Regions from separate parts of the Mus musculus genome. Here region 2 is linked to region 1. The links are chromatin contacts, called in public promoter capture Hi-C maps. All regions are on one chromosome and are shown on one strand. The core of a region is the stretch at or near the end of the contact, and the rest is flanking DNA. Distances in the headings are between cores, read along the strand shown. Region 1 holds the start of Kcnk7 (potassium channel, subfamily K, member 7). Region 2 overlaps Capn1 (calpain 1).

Region 1 (3,565 bases), core at 985-3,484:
TGGGACTCCCCACCTGCCAACCCCTTCCGGGGAGGCTCCCAGGACTGCAGGACGCAGACCAAAGACATGGGTGCCCAGGCCCCATGGGCACCAGAAGCAGGGCCCTGAGTGGGCCAGACCACACCCCACGCTTCGGCTGCCTTCGAGGAGGCATAGCATACACTGGAAGAGGAACCAGGAGGCCTCTGTGGCTGCCTTGGTTTCCCCCAGGGACTCTGACCCTTTGGGGGTCAGGAACACTACACTGCACAGAAAGCCTTCACACTGGATGGGGGCTACACCCCACATGCCTACAAACTGTAGGGACCCCTGACTTACTGCCCCACTGGGGCCTGACACTGTACCTAGCTGGTTAGGAGGACCAGAGCCTGTCTCAGGGAATTGCCCCCAGGAGCGGAGCAGGGAGCAGGGAGGTCCAGGGGAAAGGGGCTGACCTCAGGTGTCACCAGCACTTTTGACCAAGTCCTGTTACTGTGGCCCCTGTCTCCAAGGCTGAGTTCCTGGACCCCCAACCCTGGAAGTTATTGGAGCCGGGGCTCTCTGGGTGCCTTTCTACTGCCCCGCCAAGGTTGGAGCCTTGGCTTGGGGAGCCAATGAAGCCAAATAAACTTGTAAGCTGTCTCCCCAAATGTAATGTCACCTTTCTTGGAGGTAATCTGGTGTTTTGTCTTCATGCCCCTAGAACTCTGGGCAGATAAGTAGCTGAGGCAGAGCTAGGAGGCCTTGTGCCTCCTCTCCTAGGACCAAGCCCAGCAACTGGGTAGTCGCTAAGGCCCAGCCCAGCCAGCCTCTCACCATTGCCAGGCTTTTCCTTGAGCCATCTCTACCATTCAAGTGATGCTTTGCCCGGAGGTTCCTTGTTGCCGGTGGTCCCTGTCTGCCTGCTAGGCCCAGCTGCGATGTCATCTCTAGGAACCTTTCCCAGGATGTGTCGTCTTCACCCCAGGGAGATACTCACCTCTGGGAAAAATCTCAAGGGTTTGCCCTGGGTTTGCCTCTCATATTCTGGATATGGGGAAGCCCACCCACCTGGAAGCATGGTGACCCTCCCTGGTGGCCTGGACCTGGCCTTGAGGTTCCCACCCAGTCAATGCCTTAGGGCAGTCCTTCCATGGTTTATGAATGAAGCTCCCCCAATTTACACAAAGTAGCCATTCCAGGTCTGCAGTCCAGCCAGGCAGAGGCAGGAGATCTGCAGCAAGAGCCAGAACAAAGAGTCAGGAACACCAAGCGCCCTTACCTCATGCTCTCTCCAACTGTGTCTATTCTGAGTCCCACAGAGCCTCTCCCACCCTCTGCTTAGGCGATCACTGTCCCACCCAGAATGCTTCAGCATCCTCACAAGATCTTTGGTCTACTTGCCAACAACAACCTGTCTCCTCAGCCCCTTCTTCATGGTTGGTCTCTGACTCCTATATGACTTTTTCCCTGATGTTATCTTTAAACTTTTATTTTATTTTAGACAATCTTACTCTATTGCCCTGACTTCGAACCTGCTTTGTAGATCAGGTTAGCCTTGAACTCACAGAAATCTTGAAGGCATTCGCCATCACACTTGGCCCTATATTTTTATATAGATTGCTGTTTTGCCTGCATGGGTCTTTACCACAAGTGTACCTGGTATACCTGTGCCAGGGGAAGGCTCTCAGGTAACCTGGAACTAGAGTCACTGGCAGTCGTGAGCCACCATGTAGGTGCCAGGAATCGAACCAAGGTCCTCTGGAAGAACAGCAAGTGTTCCTCACAGCAGACCATCTTTCCAGCACCATAACTAGCTTGTTCTCTGGTTGGAATATTACTTCCTTCAAAGAGTTTTCCTGGGAAGTTTGCCCTCCCCGCAGGCTGCTCCCTGGTAGTTTGTCAGCAGATTTCTTATGGGAGCAGCAGGAGAGGACAAACCTGTGTCTGTCATCTTCCCTGGTGTCTGAATGAGTGATGCATATGTGACCAAGGAGGCGTGACTTTGCGTACGTTCGTGTGAGGATCTCTCCAGGCTTTTCTCACCCAGTCAGTCTTCTCACCACAGTGTCTTCCTCCGCCCACCCCCAGTGCCCGGCTGCCATGTCTTGCCCCAGAAACTGGGCGTGCTGTGGCTCACCTCCCTCATTCACGTTCATTCTAGTCATCTCAGCCGCCTACCCACGCAGCACCTCCTCCCCGCCACGCCCTTCGCAGCCCCTCCCTGGTGCCACTGGTGGCTTAGCCTACTCCCTCACCTTCCCAGACTCAGTGCCATGCTATGGGGAGTCTGAAACCATGGGCCCGATACCTGCTCCTGCTTATGGCCCACCTGCTGGCCATGGGCCTTGGGGCTGTGGTGCTTCAGGCCCTGGAGGGCCCTCCAGCTCGCCACCTCCAGGCCCAGGTCCAGGCTGAACTGGCTAGCTTCCAGGCAGAGCACAGGGCCTGCTTGCCACCTGAGGCCCTGGAGGAGCTGCTAGGTGCGGTCCTGAGAGCACAGGCCCATGGAGTTTCCAGCCTGGGCAACAGCTCAGAGACAAGCAACTGGGATCTGCCCTCAGCTCTGCTGTTCACTGCCAGCATCCTCACCACCACCGGTAGGCACTACCACCACTACCACCAAGCAAACCAGGAGGAGGACCCAAGAGCTCTAGGGTGCAAGCCCTTCCCCCACCCCAAAGCTCCAGACAAAGCCACGGCTCTATCAGACCTGACATCACAAGTGGGGCTCCCCACACAACACACCCCAACTGGTGCCTCCACTTAAGCTGCCAGGAGGGGTGTGGCCTCCCCAGCCCCGCCCCTCAGCACTCTGCATCCAGCAGAGAAACCCGGGTCACATAGGCCTGAAGCCAGACAGAGAATACATCTGGGTGGGATAGACTCTTGGCTAGAGAGATGCTGTAGGAAGCACAGCTTAGAGCCGCCCTCGAGGAAGTCTGAGGGGAGGAAGTGGTGATGATGTGCTCAGAGCCCAGTGAACAGGGTGCAGAAGTAGGTCGGGTTAGCGAAATTCCTGGCTAAGAGAACAGATGTGCTTAGGCACAGAACTAGTCCTAGGGGGTTGGTTTTGTTTCATTGTCCTGCTAATAGTCTAAATACTTTTCAAAGTGAAATATGTATCTCTAACTTCCTTTCCAATTGGCTGGAGCAGGATGGAGCCTGCCTCTAGACCACATGGCCGCTGGCCCACCCAGTCTTCACTACACTCTTACCTCACAGCTGACTCCTAGGAGCTTTGGCCTTTGTAACCCATGGACCCTGCTGATCTTGTTCTCCCAGCATGCCCCAGTCTCCTACCTCTCCCTTTCTTGCTCCCTGCTTCTCTGGCTCTAAATGCTGTCTCTCGTGCATGCTGCCTCTTTTCAGAACGTCTTGTTCCCTTGCCTGCTTCCCTCCCATAACCCAGAGCCCGGGCAGATACACATTTGGGGAAAGAAGGCGGATGGCATGCCACAGGTTGAAGATTTGGAAATAATGGTAAAAATAAGAACTGACAAACCCAGGAAGTCAGGATCTGGCTGGGGAGACATTAGTTGTGGAGCGCTTGCCTAGAAGGCATGGGGCTCCCTGGTCTCCATCTGAAGTACAGATAAAGAGGAAG
Region 2 (3,985 bases), core at 1,309-3,808, 280 kb after region 1:
TGGGGGTTTTTTGTTTTTGTTTTTTTGGTTTTTGTTTTTGTTTTTTGTTTTTTTGAGACAGGATCTCACTGCATAGCCCTGACTGTCCTGGAAATTACTGTGTAGACCAGGCTGGCCTCGAACTCACAGAGAACTCCTTGCCTCTGCCTCCTTTCGGTTGTGTGCACCTGGCTCTCAAATTTATTATTTTTTTAAATTAAAAAATAAACCAGTGTCTCTAGCTGCATATGAATCAGAAAATAGCCTAGTCGGCCATCAGTGGAAATAGAGGCCCAATTGGTCTTTCAAACTATATGCCTCAGCACAGGGGAACGACAGGGCCAAGAAGTGGGAGTGGGTGGGTGGGAGACTTTTGGGATAGCATTGGAAATGTAAATGAAATAAATATCACCCCCAAAAAAATCAAATCAAATCAAGGACACATTGTAGAACAGGATATGCCAACTGGTGAAATAAAGTCTTAAGGAGTTAAAATAAATAAATAAATAAACCAAATGAGACACAACAAGCAATACAGAAACAAAACCAAAGAAGTCCAAGTAGGGCAGTCAAGAAGCAGCGTCAGTTTGGGGTCGGGAACTTTCAGGGTATGTTGGCGAATCACCACAGCAAATTAAAGCCACTCTAGAGAGGGGCTGAGGGCTGAGGGCTGAAAGGAGAGGAATCCAGGACACCATGCATACCGCTCCCTCCAGGACCTGCTCCAGTGAGGAGGCCAGTTGACTTGGCTCCGGCCTCCCAGTAAATAGCTCCTGGAAACCATCAGCTCAGGACACTGGTTCTTTCATGATCAGAACTCTCAGTTCCATTTCTACATGCAGCCTTGTGGGCAGTCCCATCGCCCACTCCCTGCTCCCTCAATTTTTCTTTTCTTTTTTTTTCCATTTCTTCTCAAGATAACGTCTACTATAGCCCAGGCTGGCCTGGAACTCCCTATGTATGTATGTATGTATGTATGTATGTATGTGTGTGTGTGTGTATGTATGTATGTATGTATGTATGTAGTCAGATGGTGAACTTTGAACTTTATTTATTTATTTATTTATTTATTTTGGTTTTTCAAGACAGGGTTTCTCTGTATAGCCCTGTCTGTCCTGGAACTCACTTTGTAGACCAGGCTGGCCTCGAACTCAGAAATCCGTCTGCCTCTGCCTCCCGAGTGCTGGGATTAAAGGCGTGCACCACCATGCATGGCTTGAACTTTTTTTTATTTTTCTGAGACAAGAGTTCCTCTGTGTAACTCTGGCTGTCCTGGAACTCATTCTGTAGACCAGGCTGGCCTGGAACTTAGAAATCCGCCTGTCTCTGCCCCCTGAATTCTGAAACTAAAAGGCATGAACCACCACCACCCAGTGGCAAGCCTTCTACCAACCAAATACAGCCCACCTGGCTCCTTCCTCTTATCTCTGGTAAGAGCCACAGAGGCAGAACATTAATGTAAACTGCTGGATTACAGGGTGTCCCACTGTGGTCTGGGGTTGGGTGGGGACTCTGTGCTTTAGAGAGCTCCCTAGGGGGTCAGATCTATGCTAAGTGGAGGTCTTGTGTTTCCTTACTGATATCTGCAGAGGAGGAAGTCAGACTCAGCCCCCAGGTAGAGCATGCAAAACCAGAAAAGCCACCTGGATTGGCTGTCAGTGGAGCAGTCGGTTCATGTCTCTGTGCCCAGGCCTGCTCAACATCTCAGGAGCTGAGGTGGCCACAGCCAGATACCCAATCTCTGGCAAGGGTGGACAAGGGCATGAGACAGCCTGAGCTGCTTCTACGCCAAGGCTTGCTGGTACAATCAAGGGAACAGTTGGGGAGAATAACACCCAGAGACAGATGTACAGCCTTTCATTTTATTTTCTCACTGCACTGAAACACGGGACCTCCCTACCCCACCCCCAGTTCCTCCATAACCAGTACACTCATCCCTCAGGCATTCCCTTGAAAATGACCAGTATATATACAAAAAAAGAGAGGGAGAGGGGTCGGGGATGGGGAGGGCCTGAGCACCCTCGGGGCCAGGAAGTTCCTGGTGGGCACACAGGCTAGGAGAGGTGTAGTTTGGTTTGCAGAGGGATCTTGGCTGCTGCACAGAAGGCACAGGAAGGTGAGTCTGGCTGTGGGGCTCCCACAGTGAGGTGAGGCCTTCAACACCCGGGTGCAGACAGGGAGCTAGCTAGTGGTTATGAAGTCTGCAGCTCTAGGGGATGACAGGGGCTAGAGCCTCCACAGATTAGGCAAGACTCACATCCGGACAGTAGCAGCGAGGGGGAGGCAGGGGTGCCTGCCCCTGCCCCTGCCCCTGCCCCTGCCCCTGCCCCTGCCCCTGCCCCTGCCCCGAGGCAGGGATGAGCAGGGAGCTGTCTTCCTGGTCTTAGCCCTGAGCAGGGGTCAGGGTGCCCAGTCTGACTACAGGGGCAGGGAGGGCCCCGTGACTGCCCAGAGCAGTCGAACAGAGGTAGTGGGGAGGTGAAAGGACAGGAGGACAAGGGGAACAGGAGGACAAGGGTGCCTTCCTTCCTGTTCTGAGGAAGGCACCAGAAGCTGGTGTAGTCTGGAGTGGCACGGCGGGGAGGCGTGGCTTGGCGGGGAGGCGTGGCTTGGCAGAGGAAGAATGGAAGAACAAAGGCAACTGGAGCGGAGCGATTCCCCACTTCAGGCAAACATAGTCAGCTGGAGCCACTGCAGGGCAAGACAGACAGGTTACTTGGAGCTGCAGGACACATGGCCAGTCAGCTTCTTCCTTTACCCATCACCCATCCCAGAGGACAGACTGCAGACTGGGCTCAGCCATCACCAAGCAATATTTATAATATTTATGCCCTCAACAGGGGTGTTCGCTTCTCCTTCTTCTCCTCCTCCTCCTCCTCCTCTTCTTCCTCTCTCTCTCTCTCTCTCTCTCTCTCTCTCTCTCTCTCTCTCTCTCTGTATGTGTGTATGTTTGGCTTTTCTCTGTTTTTTTTTGAGACAAGGACAGTCCATGGCTGTCCTGGAACTCACTCTGTAGACCAGGCTAGCCTCAAACTCCCAGAACTCCACCTGTCTCTGCCTCCCTCGGGTTGGGCCTGAGTCACCGCCACAGTCAGCAGCAGCTGTCTCATTTCTCTACTCTGGAACGTTAGGCTGCTGGTTCCCACCAGCTTCTAGAAGCCTGGCCTCCCCTTCTTCATCCCCCACCCCCCAGGCTTCAGAAGCTTCCAAGACTGGGGTCCAGATTTGAAGCCTTGTTCCAAGGCCGTGGACGCCTGTCCTGGTCGGGTTGGGTGAACAGGGGGGATTATCTCACCTTAAATAGATCAAAGGTCACAACACCATCCAGGTCTGTGTCCAGAAGTTTGAAAAACCCTGTGTTCAAGAAAAATGAGTTAAATCTGGGACACCAGCCAGACAGTTAATGTTCAGCCAAGACTATCTCCCACTTCCCACGCACCCCAAGTTATTGCCCCTCAAAGTCATAACGCTTCCTGTCCAAAGAGGTCCCCTTAGGCCCCCCCTCCGTACACGCTCCGTGCTCCATGCACCCGTATAAGAGTCCTCTGTTCTCCTTCAGCCTCCACCCCACTTGCCCCTCTATGCCTCATGAGGAACACTGTATGCTTTGTGGTGAAGTGGGGTCCACTGGGGACACTCACGGAACATGGTCTCCAGCCGCACAAGACAGCACACAAAGTTGTCAAAGTCCACGGCCAGGTCGGGCTCCGAGTAGCGGGTGATTATGAGTTCATGCAGCTTCTTGTTAAGCTTGAAGCCTGAGCAGAGAGGGGATGGGCAAGTGAGGGCTGGAGCAGGGGCAGCCAGCTTGGGCCGGGAGGAGCTGCTCTGAGAAGATGTGCTGCAAGACCTCTTGGGTAGAGCTGGGGTGGGGATGGAGGGCAGGGTGGGGGCTGCATGGGGGCCAGGCTGGAGGAGATGGCTCAGAGGTTAAGAGGTCATGAGTTCAATTCCCAGCAACCACATAGTAGCTCACAGCCATCTGTAATGGGATTACATAAAATAA

The links. Promoter capture Hi-C pulls out the DNA fragments that hold promoters and counts their contacts.
Region 2: a promoter capture Hi-C map of liver shows a contact between it and region 1, with 6 times the contacts expected there. A contact is called at or near these places in 6 of 39 promoter capture datasets (the 3T3-L1 cell line, hippocampal neurons, liver and 2 more) and 2 of 130 datasets of targeted methods (astrocytes and pancreatic cancer cells).

What each region holds. Positions count from the first base shown.
Region 1 is chr19:5,702,237-5,705,801 of GRCm38.p6, forward strand. Kcnk7 (potassium channel, subfamily K, member 7) reads left to right here and starts at 2,235. Exons shown (of 3, transcript NM_010609.3): 1 at 2,235-2,558. The coding sequence starts at 2,240. Map3k11 (mitogen-activated protein kinase kinase kinase 11) reads left to right here. Exons shown (of 12, transcript NM_022012.3): 12 at 1-629. The coding sequence ends at 108.
Region 2 is chr19:5,986,718-5,990,702 of GRCm38.p6, forward strand. It overlaps Capn1 (calpain 1), which reads right to left. Exons shown (of 22, transcript NM_007600.3): 20 at 3,621-3,737; 21 at 3,275-3,333; 22 at 1,828-2,670. The coding sequence ends at 2,644. Among named protein-coding and RNA genes, the nearest start is that of Slc22a20, 2.6 kb to the left of the region's middle.